Linked DNA regions of Muntiacus reevesi: all the other regions are linked to region 1. The links are chromatin contacts, called in public Hi-C maps. All regions are on one chromosome and are shown on one strand. Each heading gives the region's core, a stretch centred on a gene start, on an enhancer-like site or on the middle of the called end of the contact. The rest is flanking DNA. Distances are from core to core; before and after follow the strand shown.

Region 1 (4,105 bases), core at 970-3,469:
ATTTGCTTCTAGACTGTTTCTGGACCTTTAACTTTTGTTTAACTGACTTACAAAAAGGTAAAATTTTATTACCTCTGTACTAGGACACACTTAAAATCCTGCGAAGTTAAATCCATTTGATTATTCCCAGCATAAATTAAGCACAAAGATGCACCTCAAGAGAGTCTTAAGAATTTAAACGCAACCTTTAAAATGTCCCTTATCTAAGCCAAAGGACACAGAATTCTGAATTGTCTACTAGCTACCACTATACGGTCCAGAGCCTCCAATTACGCTCACCTTTGCTTGTTTACCTTCCATAACTGCCACACAGGAGTTGGTAGTACCCAAATCAATACCAACAACTGCTCCCTTGATTGCTTCTGATCTGTAAGACATTTAAAACAATGCTATGGTCAGTTAACAGTCGTCTCCAAAATGGTGGTAAAAAAGACCTATTTTACAATATGAAGGTAAACCTTGAAGAAGGTTTGGTAGAAAACAATTATTTGCTACTGTGGTGAAATAAACACTCTATTAATAAATATAAGTGTTTTTTTCCCTGAACAAAATAATCATAAATTTAGAGACCACTGCTCTGGGACTTAATATTTATCATCTTACTATTAAAGGAAATGAAATTATACTTACGCATAGTCCCGCCTTGAAACAATTCTAAAAGCCTCATGACTAAGGCCATTCCAGCCATCCTTAAAAAAAAAAAAGAATTGCATCAGCCATCAACTACATATGAAAACTTGGGCTTAACTATTCTTCTGAAGGATATGTGAATGTTTGAGGTTTTCATTATGAGTGGCTACCATGCATAAAGTTCATTGAAATAGTAAGATGTTTTATGTATAACAGGCATAACGGTACTGACACAGCAATCAAGTCCAAGAAAGTGTAAGTTTTCCAAATAAGTTAGACAAACAAATTCATGTAAAACTGTCCTGAATTACATTATCAAAAGGTTACTCAACTTTGGCATTATTGATTTTGAACAAAACTTTTGCTGGGAGCTGGGCTGTTCTATGCAATGCAGGGTGTTCAGCAACAACTTGGATCTTTACAACTAGAACTTAGTAGCATGGTTACCCAGATTGTAACCACCAAAGTCATTTTCAAACACTGCCAAACATTCCCTAGAGAAGCAAAAATACATTACAAAATAACTACTCAATTTCACTATCACAGCAGTGTCCACTTAAGATCCACACGTGTGTGTTGCAAATATAGATTTAACTTAATCTGAGCTATTTCCCCTGATGTTGCCAAGCTAATGTTTAAGGGGACTAGAAGTAGCAAACTTATGAATCAGTTTGGGGCAGGGGAAATGTGGAGTGGGGGGAAAAATGTCAGGAGTGGCCTCTGATCAGGATGAAAGACCTTTGTTACATTCTCACCTCAGGCTATTGCAAGTCGTCCTTTACTCAACCTGAGCGCAAAGAAACACAATTCCAAAAGATGTATTTCTAGTCTTACACGACAATGAGCAATCACTCCATGGCCTTTTCCCGATTTGCTTATTTTTTCTGAAATAACGGAGATGATGATTCTGGGAAAACAACTATTAAATGTTCGCAAACAAGAAAATCAGAGCTTGACTTTTAATTTATTGCTCGGATGCTCTTGCTTCCTTCATCATATCACAGTAACCGGGTCCTTGCACACTCCGGATTTTAGAAGACTCCTTCTTCTACCCGTAAGCGAAAATGAAAACTATAATAGCTTCTCCTTCCCTATAGACTACGACCTCAAGGCCAAAACTGCGTAATCCGTATCAAAAAGCCTATCAGAACGACTACCAGCTACTTGGTGAAATATAACGGTGAAATAAAACTACGCTCCCAAGGGGTGTGACTCAGCAAAGAGAGAAAGGCAAAACCCTGAATTAATCCTTGAATCAGCAACACTGAATACTAGGGGTCTGTTATTTTCCATCTCTCCTGTTTCCCGTAGGATTCTGACCCCGAAGGCCGCGGCCTGCAGCATTGACTCCCAAGACCGTGAGCCCCTCGGGGAGGGCCCGGCAGTCCCTTACCTGGTGGCGGGCGGCTGTGGGGCCCCGGGAGGCTGCGGTGCCGACGAGACGGGATACTGCGGCTCGGCTGGCGCTTATCATGGCTGCTAGACGGTGGAAGTATGAGACAGCAAAGAGGCGCTCGGACGGCCGAGGGTAGCGCGGCGCAGAGGTGCTAGCGCTTCTGGAAACCTCCTACCACGTGGGGTGGGGGGCGGGGGTTGACCGCTGCGGCCTGGAAGCCCGCTCATCCTCTTGAGGCGCCGCCCGTGCTGCCTGATCAGAGAATACCTGTACGCCGCGCCCGGAGTCAGGGCCTATGGCTACTACGCTTCGAAGCCTGATAGTTGGGAACAATATGTCCTTCTGTGCCGGCTGCGGCAGATCAGGGCTCCGTGAGAGACGAGGAGGCCTAAGAGTAGTATAAGGCAAAACTGTGGACAACCCCGGTCCTCGGAGGCAGGAAGGACTCAAGGTCACACGGGATAAACTGCGAACAGATTACAGTCTCCTTGCGTCAGTTACGTGAGAGGAGGGGTCTGTTGCGCCTGCGCAACTGGCCGCCCTCCGAGGTCCTGGAGCGCATGTGCACAGGGAGTAGTGAAGAACTGGGTGGAGTCTGACTACCGCTGTCATAGGGTGCTCCAGCTCACGTGAGTTTCGTCCTCCCACCCCCGTTTCCCTGGGAGATCCTGGCTGCCGCAAGGTCCGCGCGAGCTGACTTTTCCTTCTCGTGGAGGGCGCCATTTTGTCCTGCGTTTTTGTTCAATGTAAACGTGGGGTTTAAAATCTTTGTTGCTCGTCCTTTGTGTTTTGACTGCCTGTTGCTGTTGCAGTAACTTGAAGTACACCTGCATATGGAGACCTTAGGCGAATTCTTTCTGTGTTTTAGCACAGGGACCTTGGGTTTTGAACTACTAAAGAAGACTTTCGTTCATACAAAGCATTGGGTTATCTTAGGCTAATTAGCGTGCAGACCGTCGAGAGATAAACATACCTGAGCTCAGGATCCTACTACCCAGCTTTGCTGGGCCTCACTGAGGCTCAGAAACCAAGCAGGCCCCTGTGGGCTCCACCTGGGCTAGGAAAGCCCTTCTTTTCCCCCGGTTTCTTGTTTGTAGACTTCTTTTAGCTTCTTTAAGGTACCCTGAATTCCAAAAGGCAGATTTAAACAGTTGCTTATTAGGGGACGGGAACAAGAGAGGCGTAGTCAAGTAAGAATAGCACAGCACTGGGGCACGGTCATGGTTCCTCCTCAGGGAGTGTGTGGTCAGCTGTGTCTTGGTGACTCCACAAACTGTAGCCCACCAGGCTCCTCTGTGGAATTTTGCCACGCAAGTATACTGGAGTGGGTTACCATTTCCTTCTCTAGGGGATCTTCCCGACCCAGGGATTGAACCCCTGTTGCTTGCTTTGCCAGGCTTGTTCTTTACCACTAACATCACCTGAATATACGTAGTATTTATGAGTTCTGTGGGAAGTAGGCCCTGCCCAGATAGAGGATGGTAACTTAAACTTGAGGGCAAGATTCCTGACTACCAACCCATCAGAAGGAAGTCACATGCCTTGCAGCCCTCACCCCAAATTTTTCCTCTAAAAACGTACTTTCTAAAAGCTCTCAGTTCAGGGATTTATTTAGAGCATGAGCCACCCTTTCTCCTTGCTTGACCCTGTAATAAAACCTTTCTCTGGGGGGAAAAAAAAACCTTTCTCTGGTCCAAACTCCTGTTTTGGTTGGTTTGGCTTCACTGTGTGTCAGGCACACAAATTTGTGTTCTGTAACAGGTCCTCAGACCCATCTTGAAACCTTGTTGCATGGGACAGTGGGCATGGGTTGTGTATGCCAGTGACTTCTTAAGTCTCAAAGTCCAATTTCAAAAGAGAAAGATGCTCCAGTATTCCGATGTGAGGACTTGTGAAGGAAATTTTGGGGAAGTTTGGGAGGGAAAGAAGACAGCTGAAGAGTTTACCTTGTTAGAAGGGAAGTGGGAGTAAGAAAATAAAGGTCCAACCTTATATTGTTTATATTTTATACATGTCCTTTTAAGAAGTACCCTCACACTCTTATTTGTTATTTACTATCCTTACTTGTCTACTTAGTGC
Region 2 (4,105 bases), core at 554-3,053, 700 kb after region 1:
CTTCTGCTTGCTCCCAGTTCCAGAGTTCAGTGTCTGTCCCAACCAGCCCCTACCCTTGGGCCGGAGACCTTGTGGAGTGTGTATGGTATGAGCGGGAGGATGGGGACCCCCACTCATCAGCCTGCCCCTGGAGAAGTGAGGCAGAGGCCAGATTTTCCAACTCACCCCTGCCAGGTCTGCGAGCAGCTCTGGTCCAGGACGTCTGTGTATACTGACTCGCTCAGCTCATGACGGCCCCCAGAGTCCAGTGGGAGAAGCTTGGCCTCAGCTTTTGTCAGATGTTGCCACATCTGGAACAAGGAGGGGTTCAGAACCAGGGCTTCAGAACTACTCAGTGAGGAAGGAGGGGCGGGGTAGAGTAGCAGCTTGAGTCTCAGAGGAAGAACGATGCAACGGAATCTTTTGAGCAGGAAGCACCTGTGAGGCTGACTTCGTGGCCCTCCCCCAGGTCCAGAGAGCTGGGAACGCACCAGCTGAGGCAGGACAGCCTTGGGATGAGGTGGGTGGGTGGGCAAAGCTGAGCTAGCCTGGGCACTGGGGACCCTCCTACAGGGCACACCTGCCCACCATCACCACATGCAATATAAAACCACAAGAACAAGGAAAGAAAATAAAACCACTCAGTCATCAGTGACACATGTACTCATAGCACTTACACACTCTCACACACACACATACAAGTACTCAGACACACTTGACAGGTTTGTATGTGAACTCAAGACACCCGCACATGCTCATGGGCTCACAAACTCGACAAACATGCATACGTGCACAAACCCGCATGCTCCCCAGGCATGCTTTGGGAAGGAGTCCGGACTTCAGGATCGGCCTGGAAAGGGAGAAGAGAGAGGACTAGCTAGGGACTCCCTCACGTCCCAGAGATGGTCTGTCTGCTCTTTGCTGGGCAGACAGGTAAACTGAGGCACAGAGGTTCTGTTGAGGTGAAGATGGCAATATCATGGAAGGCTGAGTCTAGCTTGATGCCTGGGGGTGGGCTTGGGGATCAAAGGCCAGTGGTAGAACCTGAGGCAGACAGAAGGGTCTGGCTTGAGAAGGGGCCTGCGTAGGGGCAGAACTGCTGGGGGAGGGGGGACTCACCTGGTAGGCCACCGCCCTGCAGGCATCACATCGCAGGCGAGTTGGCATGTGAGTTGAGAACTTCTCTTCATCGTCTAGCTCAGGGGCAGTGGCAGTGAGTGAGGCCTTGTCTCCAAGGCCCCCTGGGATGGCCCAGGCCCCAAGCAGCGGCAGCAGTAGCAGCAGTGACAGCCTCATGGCCGGTGGAGCTGACTCAGTAAGCAAGGGCTGTGGTTGGGATGCAGGTGTGTGGGTGCATCTGTGTGTGTGTGTAGTGGGGGCTGCTTCAGAACACCTGGCCCAGACCAATGGGGAACTGACACTTCACCCCTCCCATTCTCTCCCATCCCCCAAGGCCCTGGAGACTCCACGTGTGCACCTTCTCTCGTGGGACCCTGGCTCCAGCCAATGAGGCAAGGAGAGGGGCTGGGCCTGGGCAAAGACACATGGGAGCTGATACCTCTCATGACCTGGGACAGGCTACATGGCAGGCACTGTGCTAAGCTCCTTGGGGGGAAGAGATGACTGGTTACTGTTGTCTTAAATCTACCCCCAAGAACACAAAGGTTTAGAGAAGAGTGACAAATTCAAGGCCACACAGCTAGAAGGGCTATGCTGAGACTGGAACCCAAGTCTAGTCGCTCCCCAAGGCCCACTGACCACTCAGCTGCCAGAAGAAATGAGGTCACAGGTGTGATTGCCAGGCTAGGGCTCCCTCCCTGAGAGGCAGGTTTGCTGAAGGAGGGACGCCACAGTGTATGAAAGACACATGTGATACTCTCCCCCAAGCCACACCCAGGCATGGACGGCATTGTAGGGGATGTTAAGGGGCCGCAGCAGGAAATCAGACACTTCACGCCAGTTGTTCCAGTCATTGGGGCCATTGGGTTTATTGCACATCACGATGAAGTGAGGGGCCCAGGAGTGGCCCAGGGCCCTCCTTGGCATCGGCATCTCTGGCCACAGAAAGATGTCCAGGTTATTCTGACTCATAGTTCTCTGTTTCCAATTCAAGGAGAGGGGGGCAGTGACTCCAAGAGATCCAGGTCCACCAGAGGCCTGGAATTTAAGAAAGGCACTGATCTCCATCCCTAACACTGCTTCTAATGGTAACTGTTCTTCTGCAAACACATCACACCATGTATCAGTCCAGCACTGAGTGAAGTCCAGTCACTTCACTCAGTACTCTACATAGGCCCCCCACGAAGAGCACCTCCTACTCTGTGCATCCCCCTCTGCTCTCCTGGAATCTCAAGGCAATTGGAACACCCTCTGTTGGGCCTGTCCCTTCCTATGTTGTGACCAGCCTGCAGAGCTAGCCCCTCTCTAGGCATGGTTGCCACATCTGTTACCAGGCAAGTGGAACCAGCTGAGAGCTCCACACAAGGGCATCCCTTCTTTTACCAGCCCTAACCCACCCTCCACCCCATCCAAAAAGGTCAAGAGTCTCCTCTGGGACCTCCGCTCAACCATCCTCTCTGCATTTAAGTCTTTCCCAATGACCCACTAATCTGTTCCTCCCCCTTTGGTGGGAACAGCCAGAACCCCCACTTATAACCCCAGAATGAGCCAGTTCAGTTCTGAGGGCTTAGACAAGCCAAGTCAGAGGCTGGAGTTGAGGGGAGAATGAGGGGCAGTACTCCCAGCTGCAGACTACAGTCACCTCCCACCTTCTCCCCAGTCCCCATTCCCCCCAAGTCCCAGGCTGACCCTCCACAGCCCCTCACATACTACTTCCCTGATCTACCTCCACCTCCTGTCCCCCGCAGCTCCCTTTCTCAGATGATCCTCGCCTAGGGCCTGCTCCAGCCACTTTTCCCCACAGCCTCCCAGGCCAAGACTCAGATCCCCTTCCAAAGAATAATGGACTTGGTACCAGTGTCCTCCTTCACCCCATCATTGCTCACTAGCCTGCTCCACCTCAGCTGGGTCCACCTTCAGGGAGAGACAGACATCTCCCTACCTCTAGGGGCAGCCCCTTCCTTGCAGCTCCCATTTCCTCCCTGAGAAACCCCATCATCCCCACAGGTCGGTTCCTGGGGCCATGTCATGGGATTTTTCACACTGTCACTTGTCACTTGCCTCTGCAAGGATGAAATCACTAGCCACTGCAATCGCTGACCTTCAACCCACCCTGAAAGCTCAGGGCAGAGATCAGGAATGAGGCCCTCTGTCCTCTGGGAAAAACTGGCAGAATAGGCCTTTAGATATTTATTTTCAGGAGAAGTTTTTATGAGTCCAATTTTTTGCATCTTCTCATATCTAGAAAAGCAATAAAATAGACATCTGCTCCTTGTGACTAGCAGCAATCTTCTTCCAAAATGAGTGCTTGATTGCACTATCCTCCTTCACCAAAATCACATATATACTGACCTACCCCCACATAGACAAGCTATGTGAGAGGTTGTCTCCCAGGCTTATAGTTTTCATTTTGCCCCAAGTAACACTTAACTCACAAATCTCATGTTGTGCATTTTTTTCAGCCCACAACACACACACACCCACACACCCCAACACACCACACTCTGGGACTTGGAGAAAGGGTATAGGATTTTCCTGGGGGAGGAAACAGGCAGCCATTTCCTGAGCTCCAACTCCATTAGCCCCCTACCCCCACCCCAACGTGTCTCAGATAATCTGAGGGTAATTTCCGGTCTGGGGGGAAAAAAACAAACAAACGGCATGAGATGGGTAAAAGGAAGAGATGATTGAAGGAGAAGAGGGTAAAGGACTGGATGCCAGAACCTTTAAGACCATCAATAGGCCCCAACATCAAGCGGATCAGGCCCTTCAGGCCTCACACCGGGAACAAGGAGCCCTTGTTGGGCTGCGAGGGACCCAAGCTGGAGGGTGGAGCACAGAGAAGAAGAGGAGGTGCGGGGCTGGGTGTCCCGCTCACTGGCAGGTAGTACATCCCGTCCAGGGGCCCCGCCTCGGAAGCCCAGGGTAGCTGCGGGCCGCTGAAGGCCGGCGGGCCGGGGGATGGTGGCAGTGAGAGGCCAGGAAGAGGCCCATAGGCTGGCGGGTA
Region 3 (4,105 bases), core at 1,024-3,523, 620 kb after region 1:
TGGTAAATGGTAGATGTTCAGTAAATGTTGACTGGCTGATTGACTAATTGAACAAATGATTAAATATTTCTCTACTGGTGATTCTTGTCCAGAGAAGGGAGGAAAAGAGCAGTCTCAAGGGCAAGACACGTCCAGTAAGGAAGCAAGACGGAGAGGATAAATGAAGGAGAAAGGGAAAGACAGGCAAGAAGCTTGGAAACAAACAAAAAAAGAAGCTTGGAAACCTAGCGTCCTTTGGGGCCAGCTTTTCAATTATGAGGTCAAACTCGGGGCTAATGGACCTATTCTAACCCTTTGCCTTTCATCTAGCTGCTTTTTATTTTCTAAAATTTTCCCTTTTCTTTTCCATTATTATTCCTAACAATTTTGTCTTTGCAAGAATAAGAAACAAACAAAAAGGTAAAAAAGTAGTTGATACTATAAGTAAAAGACCACATAATACACAACTCACCAAAATGAATTCGGAATTTAAAAGCATGAAGATTAAGACTATAAAGGACTTTTTAACTGCAAAATGAAGAAATCATAATTTAGGTTTTCCTCAAAAGGACACCGAATGGCCTATACCTTAAAAAGGTGACTCCATTTTCAATACCACAAGAGAACATGGCCCATCTCTCAGCCTTACTTATAATGACTGACCTTCCCTCTACACAAATCCTGCCTTCTCCTTGGACTGATCTGTGAATTCAGTTGACTCCAAGTCATTTGGTCCTTCTGTCTCCAAAGGCCCTGGTGTCTCTCTATTCCCAGTTACTTCCTGTCTGTGCTCTGAAAGCACACAAGCACACTTTCACACAGACTTCATCTTTCCTTTCCACGAATCCTCAGGGTAGCTGTGCCTTCTCCATTTTACGTGTATGAAACAAAAGAAAGCAAAATATATGAGACGCCAATGCAATTTCTCCTTTAGCAGAGCTCTGCAGGACAATTATCCACCCAATCTGCCCAATTTTATAGCTCTCATAACCATCCTTTATGAACACACTGTGACAGCTGGATGTGGGCACTGATTAGGGCAGCAGTCTTCAGCCACATTCCTATTTAACTGCAAAGCAGATCTCCTGCCTACCAGCCCACCACTGATCATGTGACATTTTTAATTACTGTATTTATGTAAGCCTTTTTCCTACCAGAGACTGTGTCCAACTCCATCCAAACTGGGAAGAATTTGTTTTTGCCACTTCAGGGCTATCCTTAGAGCCTGAAATTTTTCCCTGGAATCAATGTAGGACTCTGGGCTTTCTCAGCAGAGGTCTGCGAGGGTTGGGTTTATAGGAAGCACATTTTTTTCCCGTTATGAAATACCTGAGGAAATAGATAATAAAATATGCCGGCAGATGACAAGGACTTTGGCTACTCCCAAGGGTTCACCTGACAAAGGTGCCAGGTGCAATAGATGGGCAGAGCCCACCAGATGCTGGGGGCTGGGGGCAGGGAGATGCTAGGAACAAAGTGGCTTTAGAATTTGGGAAATTATAGAAAGGATTTAGGAATTACTGCTACTGGATCTTGCCTTTCTCATCCTCAGCTTCACCAAAATGTTCAGCAGGAGAGAATCATATCGACTCCAAGTAGTGAGGGGAGGATTAGTGTCCAAAAGAAATGCTGATAACCTGGTGGGCAACCCGTCCAGACCAAAGATGTGGCCTCTTTGGCTGACTGTGCCACGGTGGAAGGGAAGCTTGGCAGAGAAAGCCAGTACTCTTTAGCTGCTGCAGCTCAGCTAAAGATCCCACTGCAGGGCCCCGGGGATGTGTTCCCGCAGGTTAGGCTGTAGGAGTGACTAGCATAATCCAGGCGAAAACCTCCTGGAGAGATCCCCAAAACCAAGGTGACCTGTGTGCGTGGGCAATCCGTTGACTATGTGACAGAAATGCGTGGAAGAGGATCTGCGTGGGAGGTGGAAAAAGCGTGGGCTGAGCTTGCAGCAACCAGAAGGCGCCACACACGTGTGCGAGGAACCGCGGCGCTCGCTGTGGGCTGACAGGAAGCACCGCCCCACTCGGACACACCAAGTTTTCTCTTAAGCAGTTTCAAACCCAGCGCGCTTTCCACGCGTAAGTATAAATGAGGTGGGTATCAAATAACCGTAGCGCTTGTTCGGATTTCTATCTTTTCTCTTCTTGGTTCTAGCTCCTGTGTAGAGTATGCCCACCTCTACCACAGCTCTCCCATTTTCGTAACGCTTTCCTGGGCGGGGTTTCCGGGCCCCGCCCACCGAGGGCCCGCCCAGTAGCCTCCCCGGGGCGGAGCTCCCCTCGACTCCAGACTGCCCTTTTCCCCTGCGGTCTCTGCCCCGGGTGCAGTGTCCCTACCGAGCTCCGGACACATGCCGGTGAGTAAGGGCAAAGTGGGGAGAAGCCTTGGAGGTTTACCAGCCAGGGGCGAGAGACAGTGGTTGGGAGGCCTCTTCCGAGGCACGGGACGAAACTGGGGCTCGTGCCCTAGTGACCCCAGGTTTGGAGGGCATCTTGAAGAAATGCTGAGGGATAGTACCCCTAGAATCCCCCCTGTTTTCTACCATCCCTGCTGTCCCTGGAGAGTTGCCGAGAGTCGGTGTCGGGGAGCCTTGTTCCCCAGGCACCAGGGCCAGGGACTTGGGAAGGTTCGCGAGGAACACGTGGTCGGGTGGAGCTCCGTCAGTTCTATCCGAGCGCCGAAAGGGACGGGCTATTTTTAGATTCGTTTTTAGACCTGGACAACGAGCCCTCTATTTTCCTTTTCCTCTAATTGTTTGGAAGCGTTTTGGGGTGAAATTAGAGGAAGGCTGGGAAAAAGTATTGTCTTACATACTCTCACCTTATACAAACAAGGTAAATTGTAAGGGGGAATGGGTAGGAGTGTTAACATTTTTGCAAACATTTTGGTTATTGTTTTCAACCAGTAGTTGGGGTCGTTGGCAGGATTGGCAACCTAACTGTCTCCAGTTTCTTTACCATTCGTTACTGCATCCAGTTATTTTTTAAAATGCTGTTTTTATGGTTCAAGAGATCACATAATTGAGGCCCTTTTCAATCTAGTTTCAACCAGCCTTTCCAATTTTCAGTGCCCATTACTTTCCCAGGATAAGTTCCCTTTCTGCTCACCAGTATTCATCATCTCTTTGCTTAGAGTAAGTTCCCAGTCTATAGCAGATATTATCTTATGCACTTAATTTATATTCCATTTAAACCTCCCAAACACCCTGTGTACAACACTCCCATTCTACAAATGAGACTGAAGTACAGAGGTTATTTGCCCACTGTCATTTGGCTGTTGAGTGACAGCCAAGCTTCCTGATACTTGTTGATGAGACCATTAATTTGCTACTGTTGAACTGCTGTGGTATGCAAGTAAGGATGACGACAATAAAGCTAACCAAGGGAACGCTCTTTTATTGTTGACTATTGTTTCTGTGGTTCAGGCCTCACTAAGTTAAGGGAGTTTTGAGGGTAGGGGTCTTGAACGCCACACAAGTGTTCACTAACTGTTGTCTGTCTCTAACCTGGAGTGCTTTGATTGCAGAGCATCCAGCTGTGAATTTTTGAGCGGATGGAGCCCCAGGTAAGTGCAGCACCATTAGCCTACCTTTGGCCCCAGCTGTAGGCAGCTGCCTAGGTTTCCGTGTACCTAGGCAAGTGTTACACTGCTGGGAGAACAGCAGCCCGATAGCTGGTTGGCATTCTGGGCCTGGTTCATGCTTACTCTGTTGTTAACTATACCAGGATGCCAGCATAAATGTTTTTCCATGGAGGTTAAATCTGCAAACATGTGCCTTTGCAGGGAGAAACCTAACGTGGAGAATGGTTCTGGTCTGACAGGTTTGACTAGTATGAAGTTCTTTGAATCATACCTTGGAAATAGAAGAAATAGAGGGACATATATAAATAGAAAAAGTTGAGGTTTTTTTTTTTTTTTTTTTTTTTTTAGTCTACCGAGTGCTCAAAGGGGGCCATGGGATTTTTGCAGATTTCACTGAAATCAAAGTTCATAGCTCCCACTCCTCTACCAACACAGAGCTACTCAGGATAATCCCTTTGTAGAAGGATTTTATAACTGTAGTTACTTGTGAGAATGCCATACCTTACAAGGAATGTAGATGTGAATTTGCTTTAAAATGATG

What was found. A called contact is a pair of places that touch in the nucleus more often than the background predicts.
Region 2: a contact with region 1 is called in a Hi-C map of muscle, with 5 times the contacts expected there. The contact joins the promoter of MZB1 here to the promoter of HSPA9 in region 1. A contact is called at or near these places in 2 of 3 Hi-C or Micro-C datasets (blood and muscle).
Region 3: a Hi-C map of muscle shows a contact between it and region 1, with 4 times the contacts expected there. The contact joins the promoter of MATR3 here to the promoter of HSPA9 in region 1. A contact is called at or near these places in 2 of 3 Hi-C or Micro-C datasets (blood and muscle).

Annotation. Positions count from the first base shown.
Region 1 is chr1:227,850,566-227,854,670 of mMunRee1.1, forward strand. HSPA9 (heat shock protein family A (Hsp70) member 9) reads right to left here and starts at 2,220. Exons shown (of 17, transcript XM_065918645.1): 1 at 2,024-2,220; 2 at 631-689; 3 at 280-367. The coding sequence starts at 2,104.
Region 2 is chr1:228,546,027-228,550,131 of mMunRee1.1, forward strand. It overlaps MZB1 (marginal zone B and B1 cell specific protein), which reads right to left and starts at 1,804. Exons shown (of 4, transcript XM_065918673.1): 1 at 1,099-1,804; 2 at 166-290. The coding sequence starts at 1,275. PROB1 (proline rich basic protein 1) reads right to left here. Exons shown (of 1, transcript XM_065918669.1): 1 at 1,940-4,105. The coding sequence ends at 3,875.
Region 3 is chr1:228,465,564-228,469,668 of mMunRee1.1, forward strand. It overlaps MATR3 (matrin 3), which reads left to right and starts at 2,274. Exons shown (of 17, transcript XM_065918662.1): 1 at 2,274-2,338; 2 at 3,508-3,546.